Linked DNA regions of Rattus norvegicus: region 1 is linked to region 2. A link is a contact called in public Hi-C data. All regions are on one chromosome and are shown on one strand. Each heading gives the region's core, a stretch centred on a gene start, on an enhancer-like site or on the middle of the called end of the contact. The rest is flanking DNA. Distances are from core to core; before and after follow the strand shown.

Evidence for each region. A called contact is a pair of places that touch in the nucleus more often than the background predicts.
Region 1: a Hi-C map of liver shows a contact between it and region 2, with 6 times the contacts expected there. The contact joins two enhancer-like sites. A contact is called at or near these places in 3 of 12 Hi-C or Micro-C datasets (Schwann cells, kidney and liver).

What each region holds. Positions count from the first base shown.
Region 1 is chr16:52,330,546-52,336,652 of GRCr8, forward strand. It overlaps LOC120097385 (a long non-coding RNA gene), which reads left to right. Exons shown (of 3, transcript XR_005494732.2): 2 at 6,076-6,107. LOC134482506 (a long non-coding RNA gene) reads right to left here. Exons shown (of 2, transcript XR_010058724.1): 2 at 5,481-5,685. Among named protein-coding and RNA genes, the nearest start is that of Irf2, 51 kb to the left of the region's middle. Within about 2 kb of position 1,981, at least 93 of the 93 cell types and tissues checked have an H3K27ac peak or open chromatin away from gene starts, as enhancers often do. A contact at or near this core is called in liver, where this site is marked.
Region 2 is chr16:52,130,261-52,136,116 of GRCr8, forward strand. No RefSeq gene overlaps it. Among named protein-coding and RNA genes, the nearest start is that of Ptmal4, 110 kb to the left of the region's middle. Within about 2 kb of position 3,046, at least 5 of the 93 cell types and tissues checked have an H3K27ac peak or open chromatin away from gene starts, as enhancers often do. A contact at or near this core is called in liver, where this site is marked.

The DNA.
Region 1 (6,107 bases), core at 731-3,230, 200 kb after region 2:
ATAGTTACTATATATGTATAGCTAGACATGCATGCCATGTATCAAATATGCATGGAGTAAGTACTTAGCAGAAGGGACATAAAAACAAAAAGCACAAGGTATTAGATGTTAAGATTCCAACAGACAACTATGACCAAATCAGATGTGACTCCTACAAGCCTGAAGCTCACAGACCAAACATAGGTACTGATAAATGACTTGTTTTCTCCAAAATGTTCAGGCCCTTCCTAGATTCACTCACCACCCTTAGGTCATGATCAATATGTTTTGTTGTGTTTTGTGACAAGGCTTCTCTGTGTAGCTCTAACTGTCCTGGAACACACTCTACGGATTAGGCTGGCCTTGAAATCACGGAGATCTGCCTGGTTCTGCCTCTGTCAGGATTAAAGGTAGTTTCAACAACCAATCTGCTTTCATCAATATTTCAACTTTTCTTTTTATGTTTTTATCATGTGTGGGTCTCTGCCAATGAGCATGGTGGTCAGGAGAGGATGATGATCCCCTGAAGCTGGAGCTACAAGGTGGACCTGAACCAGAGTCCTCTACAAGAGCAACAAGTGCTGTTGACCACGGAGTCACCTCTCCAACCTTTATATCTTAACTAGCATTTCTAGTTACCCTGACCTCTTATTACGCAGTCCTCATTAGTTTTAGTACCACCACCACCTTCTTCATCATCATCATCATCATCATCATCATCACTATAATTACCATTACCATCTCAGTTTTAGGGTGTTCATGGAGCTTGTCTACATGTCTTCTTTTGAGTTGCTTTCACAAAACTATCAAGTACGGAGAAGGATAATATCCTTTTCACAGAGGAAGTAGCAGCAACTCACAGAGCTAACCAAACCTGCGAGAGACTCCAGAATCAACAAATGAGGACTTGTATCTTAAGGCCCCCACCCATCTGTTTCTTCAACAGTGTCTTTTTATAAAGAAATGCATGCCCATTTTTGAGTCCCTTTTTTTTTTTTTTTGAGCTTTTTAAAGTGTGCTAGGAAAGTGCTCTACCACTGAGTCCACCCTTTAGCCCATTTCGATCTGGATAGGAATAGTAGTTCCCTAGAAATTACAACACAAACACACACACACGCACGCACACACACTGACACACACACACGCACGCACACACACTTCCAGTTTTCCCTAAGTAGTACTTCGAGACACATTAGTAGTAATTGGTTTTAAAAGAGTAGAAAAATAAAAGATTCCACCCCAACAATAACAAAGAAGGAAGTCCTTATAAACACCTGTTAAAGGGAGCACACACACGTTTGCAGAATTATCTGGCAGTTTATCTATATTTTCTTAGTTTTCACTAAAATATCCGTGGTTAAAAGGAGGAGGGGGAAAGAAAAGAAAAGAAATGGTCACTAAGCCACTAGAACTCAGGATTGCCGGCCTGTCTCACGGAGGATCTCTGACAAGTCAAAGGACATGACTGAATGACAAGAGCAACAGCCAACCACCTGTGAGAGGCCTGCCTGAAGGCGGTGCCAGTGTCTCTCCTAGAAAACAAGGTCTGTGCACACCGGAAAACGAAATAGATATCTCCCTGTTATGGCTTGCCTTTCCCCTCTCCGCCCAGGAAAATACAAGTTAGTCCCAGTGACTTCCCAAGAAGCCCCAAAATCTGGTAGTCAGCAAGGTTACTGACGCTCCGGAAGCCCTTTGCTGGAAGTAAGGCTGCACTGGCGGCGACATGGTGCATCCTGGGAGATGTAGTCCACACTTGTGGCGCGCAGACGCAATAGTAATGTAAGGAGGCCAAGCAGAGAGAGCCCTGTCTGATTAAAGCTTTTCATTAACGTTGTACTTTAAAAGGTGTCATGACGAAAGTCAGGTAGTGGGGTCTAGCTGCCTCGTTTCACACCACAGAATCAATCTATGAGTTCCTGCTAGACAGGAAGACTCGGTTTGGGAAGACAGTCCCTATCTAGTGGATCTGAAATAGATTAAGATAGCCCCCAAGTGGACAGTGAAGAGAAACCATATCTGTGCTATCAACAAACAGGTAGTTAAACCCAGGGAGGCAAGACTTCCAAGGAGAGAAAAAACACACATGAGTCCCACTCTCCTTGAAATATAAGACCGCTATTGAAAATTGGGGAGGAGGGGCAAAATCAAGATTAAAAAGCCACCATCTCTCATACTCATACGATACGTAGACTAGTAAATACGGTACCATCTGGGAGCTTATACAGCAGAATGTTAAGATTCAGTTTTGGATCAAGAGATTTGAAACATGTCTATGTTTCATGCATATTATTATTTGGAAGGATGAGGAATCCCTTTTTGTAGAATATTTCAAATGTAAAGCAAAGCATGTAGAATATATATTTTATACACTGGATATTTTCTAACACGTTACTTGAACATAATTTACACACACACACACACACACACACACACATACACACACCTTTCTCCCTCTCTTTTTTTTTCAAAATGAACAACACAGGAAAAAATTCTTTAAAACATGAATTTTTTTTTCTTTTCTTTTTTTCAGACCTGGGGACCGAACCCAGGGCCTTGCACTTGCTAGGCAAGCGCTCTACCACTGAGCTAAATCCCCAACCCCTAAAACATGAATTCTAATTGTTTGTTGATGACGAACTACTAAAGATTTGTTAATACTATGTACTCTATGAGTTTGCTTAATTTCTTCATTATTTCTAGTAGATTTTTTAAATATATACATGTATATATATATGTATATAAACTGTAGCTATCTTCAGACACACCAGAAGAGGGCATCAGATCTCTTTACAGATGGTTGTGAGCCACCATGTGGTTGCTGGGAATTGAACTCAGTACCTCTGGAAGAGTAGTCGGGTGCTCTTAACCGCTGAGCCATCTCTCCATCCCTCTAGTAGATTTTTAAAAGATCCTTTAGGGTTTTTTTTTAATATGGACAAACATGCCATCTTTATATATAGTTTATTTTTTATTTTTTCAGCGTGTGCATTTTATATACTTTAGTGCCTTGTTGTAATAATTAGGACAACTTGCATCGTATGGAACAGAAGTGGTGAGAACAGTCAGTGCTGGCTTCTTCCTCTGATCTAAGGAGAAAGCCATTCAGTCTTTTGCCAGTAGACATGGTGTTAACTATGGGTTTGTTGTCATTTGTTTCTCTGTGTGTTTGCTTTATTTCACAGATGTCCTAGGATTTTTCACTCCATTCTTTAGGTTTCTGAAAGTTACTGTGTACAAAGGCTAAGCTTTGTCAAACTCTTTATACTTTTCTTTTACCTAAAATGATGGTGTGCTTTTTGGGTTGTTTTATCATTGGTAATGTTGATGTTGATTGACAGGCTCAGTGGTACTGCTTGGGTTTTCAGAGTTCAAACGGGTCTTTCATTACTAGGTCGAACACGGGGTAACATAATTCTCATAAGGATGGGTTAGAAGATACTCTCGCCTCTTCTCTTTGCTTAAGTAGTTTATGTAGAATTTGCTCTGTTCTTTCCCTGTTGATGCGGTGGTTACTTTCATGTATCAGTTTGGCTAGGCCCCAGGAACCAGATACTTGGTCAAATGTTACAAATGTTTCTATGAAGACGTTGTTGTTGTTGTTGTTGTTGTTGTTGTTGTTGTTATTGTTGTTTGCATACCTTTGGCCTGTTTCTCTGCAAAAGTCTGATATGTTATCTAAACTTGGGGATTATTTTTTTGAGACAGAGTCTCATAATTTAGTTCTGGGTGATCTGGAAATCACTAAGTAGATCAGGCTGTCCTCAAAGTCACAAAGATACTCCTGCCTCTGTCTCCTGAGTGCTGGGGTTAGAGACGTGTGTCACCACGGCCTAGTGTAAAGTTTGAAGCTTTTAAGGTGGAAGATTTCCATCTACTATGCGGTCAGGTTTTTGTTTATTTAGTTGGGTTTTGTTTGGTTTGTTTATTTGTTTTGGTTTGGGTAGTTTTGTTTTGTTTGTTTCGTTTTGTTCGTTTGGTCAACTGAACACAAGCCAGAGTCAGTCTGGGAATAGGAAGCCTCAACTGAGAATGTGCCTCTATCGGACTCTCCTGTAGTCGAGGCTGGGTGGCCTTCTTTGGATGAATGATTGATATGGAGAGGCAGCCTACTGTGTGGTCCTGGGCAGGCTGAACAAGCCATAAAGAGCAAGCCAGTTAGCAACACTCCTCCATGATTCCCTCAATGACTCTTCCCTGACTTCCCTCAGTGATTTGCTGAGACCTTTAAGCCAAACAAAGACTTTCCTGCCCGAGCTGATTTTCATCAGTGTTAAGGCCTAAGTAACTGTTCCTACCTGGCCTAGCTAGCCTACCATTTTACAGAAAGTTTCTCATAGGTTTCTGCTGTTACTAGGAAATTTTCGAATGCCAAGTTGAGAACATATTCTGTTATGTTCTGTGCCTTTGGAAACCAATCATGATAGAAGTCAGTAGAACTGCTATGTATAGTTACCCACAATAAGCTTGGACCCAAACCAACCAACCACCCAACAATACTTCCTACACCTGTATATAAGCTTTTATGGTATAAACCTCCCCTGGAATGGAGCCCAGCCATCTGCACCAATATTAGAAACTATTTGAAATAAGTCTTCCATTTTGAGTAGTGGTGGAGTAAAGTTTAAGTTCCCAAGATCTCCTTGGGAACTGACATCCTGTGAGGCAGAAAGAGACATGTATGTGGAGAACTGACATCCAGTTGGCAAGTAAATGTTAGAATGAATAAATGTTAGTAAATGAATGTTAGACAAGACAAGTCCCATCCTGGTTGATGAGTTAAAACATAAATTTTTAACAAGGCAAGTCCCCTGCCGCAGTTGAATAGCACAACCAATGGGAGCAGGATGGATATGCAACAAAGACATGTCCCTAAGGACACCCCCACCCTGAAGTCCTGCTTGGTGAAACAACTTGGGATAGATGTTTGTAGAGCTGAGGCTTAATAGGCCTGTAGGACTTTAACTCAGGGTCACAGTTCAGCTCCCAAGCCTGAGTCATGTTCCTGATCGATCAGTCTTGTGATGTGGTTTTTCAATAAACCATACCTAACTGATTGAGATTGGTGTCTGAGTGGTTTGTGTGGCAATTCCCAGGACCCTACAATCAATGTTTTATCACATAAATAAAAACCTAATTAGATGCATGGAAGTCAGTTTCTTTATTATTTACAGGAGTAATTGTCGTTTGGATGTGGTGGGAAACGTATTTAATCCCAGCATTAGGGAAGTGGAGATTGGGCGTTCAATGTCATCCTTACCTTCATTGCAAGTGCAAAGCCAACTTGGGCTACAGGAGATTCTCTCTTTCTTAAAAAGAGTTTTTAAAGGAATTTTTCCAGGGGGTTGGGGGGCGGGGTGGAGAGATGGCTCAGGCTCGGCAGTTAAAGAGCACTGTCTGTTCTTCCAGAGGTCCTAAGTTCAATTCCCAGCAACCACATGGTAATGGGATCCGATACCCTCTTCTGGTGTATCTGAAGAGAGCAACAGTGTACTCATACATAAAATAAATAAATAAATCTTTAATAAGAAGGAGAGACATCTGTGCAGGCGACAACAAGAGGATTTGGTCAGTGAAGGCACTCGTCAGCAAACATGGTGACAGGAGTTCAACCTCAGACGTCTATATGGTGGAGGGGAAGAACTGACTCTTCCAAGTTGTCCTCTGAGTGCAGTATGCACACTCACACAGGCATGCACACGTACACTGAAACAACATCGTAAATAAATATTTTAAAAGTCAAAGTGTCTGTTCTCTCCATTTGTCTGTCTTGTAGATTGTGTGGGTATAAAGTGTTCCTGACTTCCTTTATCATACTGCTAATGTTAAAGTTCTGTAATAACACCCCATCATTCACTCCTGATATTGATTCTCTCCTCTCTTTTCCCCCACACCACCCAGCCAGTCATGGTAAAATCTTATAAGACACATTGATTTCTTCAATGAGCCCGTCGTCATTGAATTGAACTTCTCGTTTTCTTCCTATTCCTATTCTCTGAACTTCTGGTCTCGATTTCTTCCTACTTACTACAGTTTAATTTTCCTAGTTTAAGTGAAAGCAAAGAATGTTAATTGAAGACTTTTCTTCTTTTCCAGTGTAATCGTTTAATATGAAGTGGATGCCTCAT
Region 2 (5,856 bases), core at 1,796-4,295:
TGAATACATGCTGTGATAGTAGAAAATAAGATATTGGGCAATGTGTGCCTTACTGACCTCCGTGCTTCCTCTCCCCTTCCCCGACTTCTTGTTTCATTTAACTTGGCCTTTTGAGTTGGTTTCATAACGTGGCCATAACAAAATACCAGGAGCTTAGAGACTTGAAGCAATAGAAGACTTGTTGGCTTACTGTGCAAAGGCAGATGTCAACAAGGGTTGATTTGTAAGCAAGACTGCTTTCTTTCCTCCTCTTCCAACTCCTAGAGAATCCATTTATGTCTTCACCCTTGTACAAGTGTTATCCTTGCTGTGCAAGCTAATATCTAATAAAAGTGACTCAAGGGAGGAAAAATTTATTTTGCCTCATGATTATAGATGGTTCCCTGAGGTGAAGGCAAGAGGCTAGGGCAAGGAAGGGGTCTGGGACTGGGTATACCCTTCACAGGCATTCGATGCTGACCTTCCTCCAACTACAGCCATCTTTAAAGTCTTCTACATCTCAAAATAGCACTACCATTAGGAAACTAAGCATTCAATACATAAAAATAGGGCAACACTTTCCACTAGTTGACACTCTCAGGATACACCAAGACCACCTCCATAATTTGAAAGAGTCGCCTCTTGGATTATAAATGAAGTTCACAGGATTCCAGGACTGATATGTAGACATTTTAAGGGTCTTGTAGGGGGTGGTTCTGATGCTAAGGTTCTGTTCCCCAATTGGTTCTTGATCTATCAATAAAGATGCTAGCAGTCAATGAGTTGGGTGGGATAGGTGGGACTTCCGGGTTGCCAAAGGCAAGCTAGCAGATATGGGAGAGAAGGGTTTTTACCATGCTTCACAGGGTGAAAAGGTGACCAGTCATGTGAAATCTTAGGCCATTTCTCCAAGCAAGGTTTAGGAGTGCCCAGTCACTGAATTATCAAAGGCATTTTAAGATTAACTGGAGTGTATGTGTGTGTGTGTGTGTGTGTGTGTGTGTGTGTGTGTGTGTGTGTGTGTGTGTCTTTCATCTGTGGATCCCAGGGAACTTAGGCAGGGGCTGGTCAGAGTTTAAAGTGGGATAGCAAAAACTACACGCTGCAAAGTCCCACTATTCTTTGCCAGTTTGCTGCTATTTACCCCTCTGTGTATTGTACTTCCTTTGGTGTCCCAAACAAACTAATCCACCCATCTTTCTTTCTATGCTGGTTGTAAAGACTCAGAGGAGATTTCAACTAACTTTTCCTCCTGCACTGATTTGAATCATACAAAATCTAGTTTAAGATGCCACTAAGATATTTTGTGCTAACCGTGATATTTTACTTTTTTTTTCTATACCTAGGGACACAAAGATGATTCACTGTTACCTCAATAAACTGACCTTGCAGAACATTCCAATGATTGGCCAGAATTCTGAATGTAGGCCTTTGATGCATGCATAATGCACACAACTAAATACATTCTTAAAAGTGTGCTGTTAAATACTGTCTTAGTCAGGCTTTCTATTCCTGCACAAACATCACGAACAAGAAGCAAGTTGGGGGTTTATTCAGCTTACACTTCCACATTGCTGTCCATCACCAAAGGAAGTCAAGACTGGAACTCAAGCAGATCAGGAAGCAGGAGCTGATGCAGAGGCCATGGAGGGGTGTTACTTACTGGCTTGCTTCCACTGGCTTGCTCAGCCTGCTCTCTTATAGAACCCAAGACCACCAGTCCAGGGATGGCACCACCCACAATGGGCTGGGTCCTCCCACCTTGACCACTAGTTGAGAAAATGCCTTACAGCTGGGTCTCATGAAGGCATTTCCACAACCAAGATTCATTTTTCTGTGATAACTCCAGCTTGTGTCAAGTTGACAAACAAAACTAGCCAGTACAGATTCTGCGCATTTCTGTAGGTGGAAGAGACAAGAATGAGCAGAAAAGAGAACCAGGGAGAAAGAGGACCAAAGGATATGGTTTCCTTAAACTTGTAATAATGGCATGGGGTGGGGTTGAGGGGGGAGTAACTTAGTAGAGAGAGGTGGAGTAGATGAAGACGTGATAGTATAATACTGATAAAGTCTAAAAACAGCCAAGGGGGTTGGAGAGATGGCTCCCTGGTTAGAGCACTGTCTTCTCTTCTAGAGGACCCAGGTTCCTTTCCCAGCACCCACATGGTGGCTTACAATTGTCACTAAATCAAGTCCCAGGTGATCTGATGCCCTCTTCAGGTCCCTCTGGGCACTGCTGTGTATCCCAAGCTGGCATGGAATTCAAGTGAGTCCTCCTTTCTCTGCCTCTGGAGTTCTGGAATTTTAGGTATGGATCCTCACAACCAACAAGATGGCAGGGTTAAACTACTACATTCAGGGATTATTTCCTATATGGAAGTAGTTACTGGAACACGAGATATAGACAGGGTCATGGACAAAATAACAATTTAACGTTTTCTTTATTTTCTTTACTCTATAATCTGTAATATTCATTCCATAAAATGAGGAGGTGGGAATTAATTCATAGAAGGCAGAGAGAGAAAAGGGTCACAGTGAAAAGTACACGTTGTCATTCTCTACTTGTGCCAAGCTAACAAGAGAATGCAATTTGAGGTGAAAAGGAAACGTAAGAGTTAAAACAGTATAACCAGGAGTGCTGTAGATGAGACAAAGATGCTTGCAGCTAGATATGAGGTAGGCAAATGGATCTGATAAGAGACAAACAGGCTCTGAGAAGGCCAATTACAGAAGAATGGCTGGCTAGCTTCCACGTAACCTTTCCCCTTTGGGAAGCACAAGCTAGGCACCACTGCTTAGTCCATAGCTTTGAGTTTTTGCTTCTATGCAGATATAATAAACTAAGTTGTATGTAAGAATGATATCTAGCAAGGACTGCTCCCTTTCAGAAAAGAGACCCCAGTCCATCCTGTTGAAGATAAAAACAGAACCCAAAACATTACTTCCTGGTTACCAAGAGAACAGAGAGATCTCTGTATAATTAGCAACATTTGGAACACCTGCAAGGTCAGAGGATCGTAATCCTGGCCAATTGACTAACAGTTCAGGTCAACAGCTAACAAGGTACAAGTCAGAAGTGAGCAGAGAGAGGCTTCGACTGACTACCCTTGACTGGGTGGGTGGAGCATAAACAGCCCATGACAATCTTCCTGTTTGCCCAGGGAACCAGGCCTAGAGTATATGGGTCCTCCATTGGCTCAGTCCATGATAACCCAGAGAATTAACCAATCTCAAGAGAGATGACCTCTGCTTTGTCCAGTTTCTGCCAACACCCTAAAAAGCCACCAAACAAAGAAGTTCAGCAGCCTTTCCCTCTCTTTGGAAACCTCTCTCAGCTCCTGGGAATTTCCTTCACTTTTCTCCAGACTGTCTTGACCCACCAGCAGCTTCCAATAATGACGCAGAGACTTGTGTTTATTACGAAGCTTAGGCCTTAGAGCTTAGGCTCACTCCCAACTAGCTCGTATGACTTAATTAACCTGTTTTTGTTTTGTTCTCATCATGCCCCACGACCTGCTTCCTCTCCTTCAATACCAGCGCATATTTCTTCTTCTGTGTTCGTCTGATGACTCTTCTATGCCTGATTCTTTCCCAGAGATCGTTTCTTGGCCTGGAAGTCTTGCCTTTCTGCCTCTGCCCTGCTATAGACCATCAGATCTGCAGGTGATGCTTCTTAGAAAGAACAATTCCAAAGTCCAGATAGAACTGAGCAGTCTGCTGGTGCAGAAATCAGGCATTTGAAATAATACAAAGACAACCTTTACATAGTGCACAAGAAGATTATTCAAGACCTTGGCTTCTTATTTTTTTTTTTACTTTCCTATAATAATGCTTAGTAAAACTTACTTCCAGTCTGCAGACTCCGGCGAAAGTCCATGCCTTTAATTTTCATTGGCATGAGACAATCAACTTTGGAGCCATAGTCTCAGGTTGGTCTTCAATGATGGTAAGTATTTAATCCTTTAGATTCTTGGGTCATGCTCAATTTGGATGTAAAAGTCTCCTTCATCCCAGAATCCTGCATGGTAGAAAAAGTGTTCCAACCAGCAAGGCAAAGGATGCTGGTTTTATTTGGGGGAAAAGGTGAACATTTTTTTGCAATAATTTTAAAATGGACTCATAATAATTGCCCAATTTTGGGGCTAAGATTGGTAATTTCAAACTTACTTTCTCACTAAGATGAGGACAGGGAAATATACGCCTAAGAAATAATCGATTGGTTAACATGAGGTTATGTTTGGTGGTAAGGACAAAAGGTAGTGGGGACTTCGTAATCATGCCAAATGAAACTGGCCTTTTGGGGAAGTTTTCCTGTTATCTCTGTAACCTCTATCACTTGGAAGGTCAAATAAACAGCCTTGTTTTACTTGGTGAGGAGGCAGTTTAGTGTGAGTACCTCCATTTTGATTTCTAGCCAGGTCTTCTGGGCTCACCTTCAAAAACTTAGGGCAAACAATGGACTTCTGTACTTTCTACAGAACAGCAGTGTACATATTTTCACTGTGTTTACTGTTTAGTAAAGTCCTCTGAATCAGAACTATGATCATAACTACTATCGTGCCAGATAAACTAGCACAAGGACAGCTAGAGAGGTGTGAGTAGCCTCTCTAGTGATGATGAAATGTGAAAAAAGATAATTTCTGAGAGCAGTGGTACAGTGTCACCAAGGAAATGGATTGTCCTAAAAGCAGAATTTTAGTTCCCAGAGATCACTGCAAATAGACTTACATTCTTAGCTTCGTTCCTCACAACCAACTGCACTTGGTGTGGGAAGCCTGCTGCCCAACTGGGGCTGGCCCACGCCTTACAGGAGGAAAGCCACGAAGTTTATAGAAAAAGTATAGTAAGATTTCCAGGCAATGGGGCAAGAAGCCATCTCTGCTGCTTTATACACATGAGGCTTTTATGTTGTGGGCACACACAGACACACATGCACACACATGCACACAAGGGCTCTGTGCAGCTGGCAGTGGGCAGGTCTTCCTGGTAACTGAAAAGTCATTGTTGCTGGAAGAAAAGGGAAAGGACATGCTTCTAGTGAGGTTTGTCTTCTGTGGCAAAAATGTGAGGAACTTGGCAGACTTCCTAAGAAGATGATGGTTCATGCTGTAATATAGGAACGAATAATCCCCGCCAGATTCAAGAACTGAAAGTGAGAAATTCTGACTCAGGAGCCCTTCCCTCCATAGGAAAGGTCCAGCATGAAAGAGAACACAGCCAATTCTGTCAGTACCTGGCCAGTAAAGTTGTGTATGGATAGTATTTGAAATATCTGATAGCATTTGAAATGATTGTTTTGACTTTTTCCCTTTGTTTGAGGTATCTAGCCAATTAAATCTTAGCCCGTCCACAAACAATTACTGGGAAGTTGACCCCAGATGTTCAGTGGACATGGAAATTTCAAGAGATGATATTCTACATCTGTAGTAAGCGTATCACTTCCATTCTGCACTCAGGATCTGTTTACCCAGTCACTGGTCCATATTTAAAATAGAAGTATCAGGCTTCCTTTCTCTCGCCCTGAAGCCAGGGAATGTGCACTGAAAGTTGCTGTAAGGTGTCCTGATCTCGTCAGTATGTTTACTGATTACCAGACACCCTCAATTACTGATACAGCCAAAGTTCGGACAGGCTCATGTTGACATGCTATGGAAAGTCCGTTAGCATCAACCTGGTTGTACTTGCCACTATATAATTCACTTTTCCAAGAGAGAGGTATGAACATATTTTTGAAGTTATAGCTCAATTATTACATTTCTCCATACTACTTCTCCCCACCATAATTCACTTTTAATAATAATTTTATGTATTCTTTTATACCGTGTATATTTATCATGCCCTTCCACCATTACTTTGCCCCAACAGCTTCTTCACCCC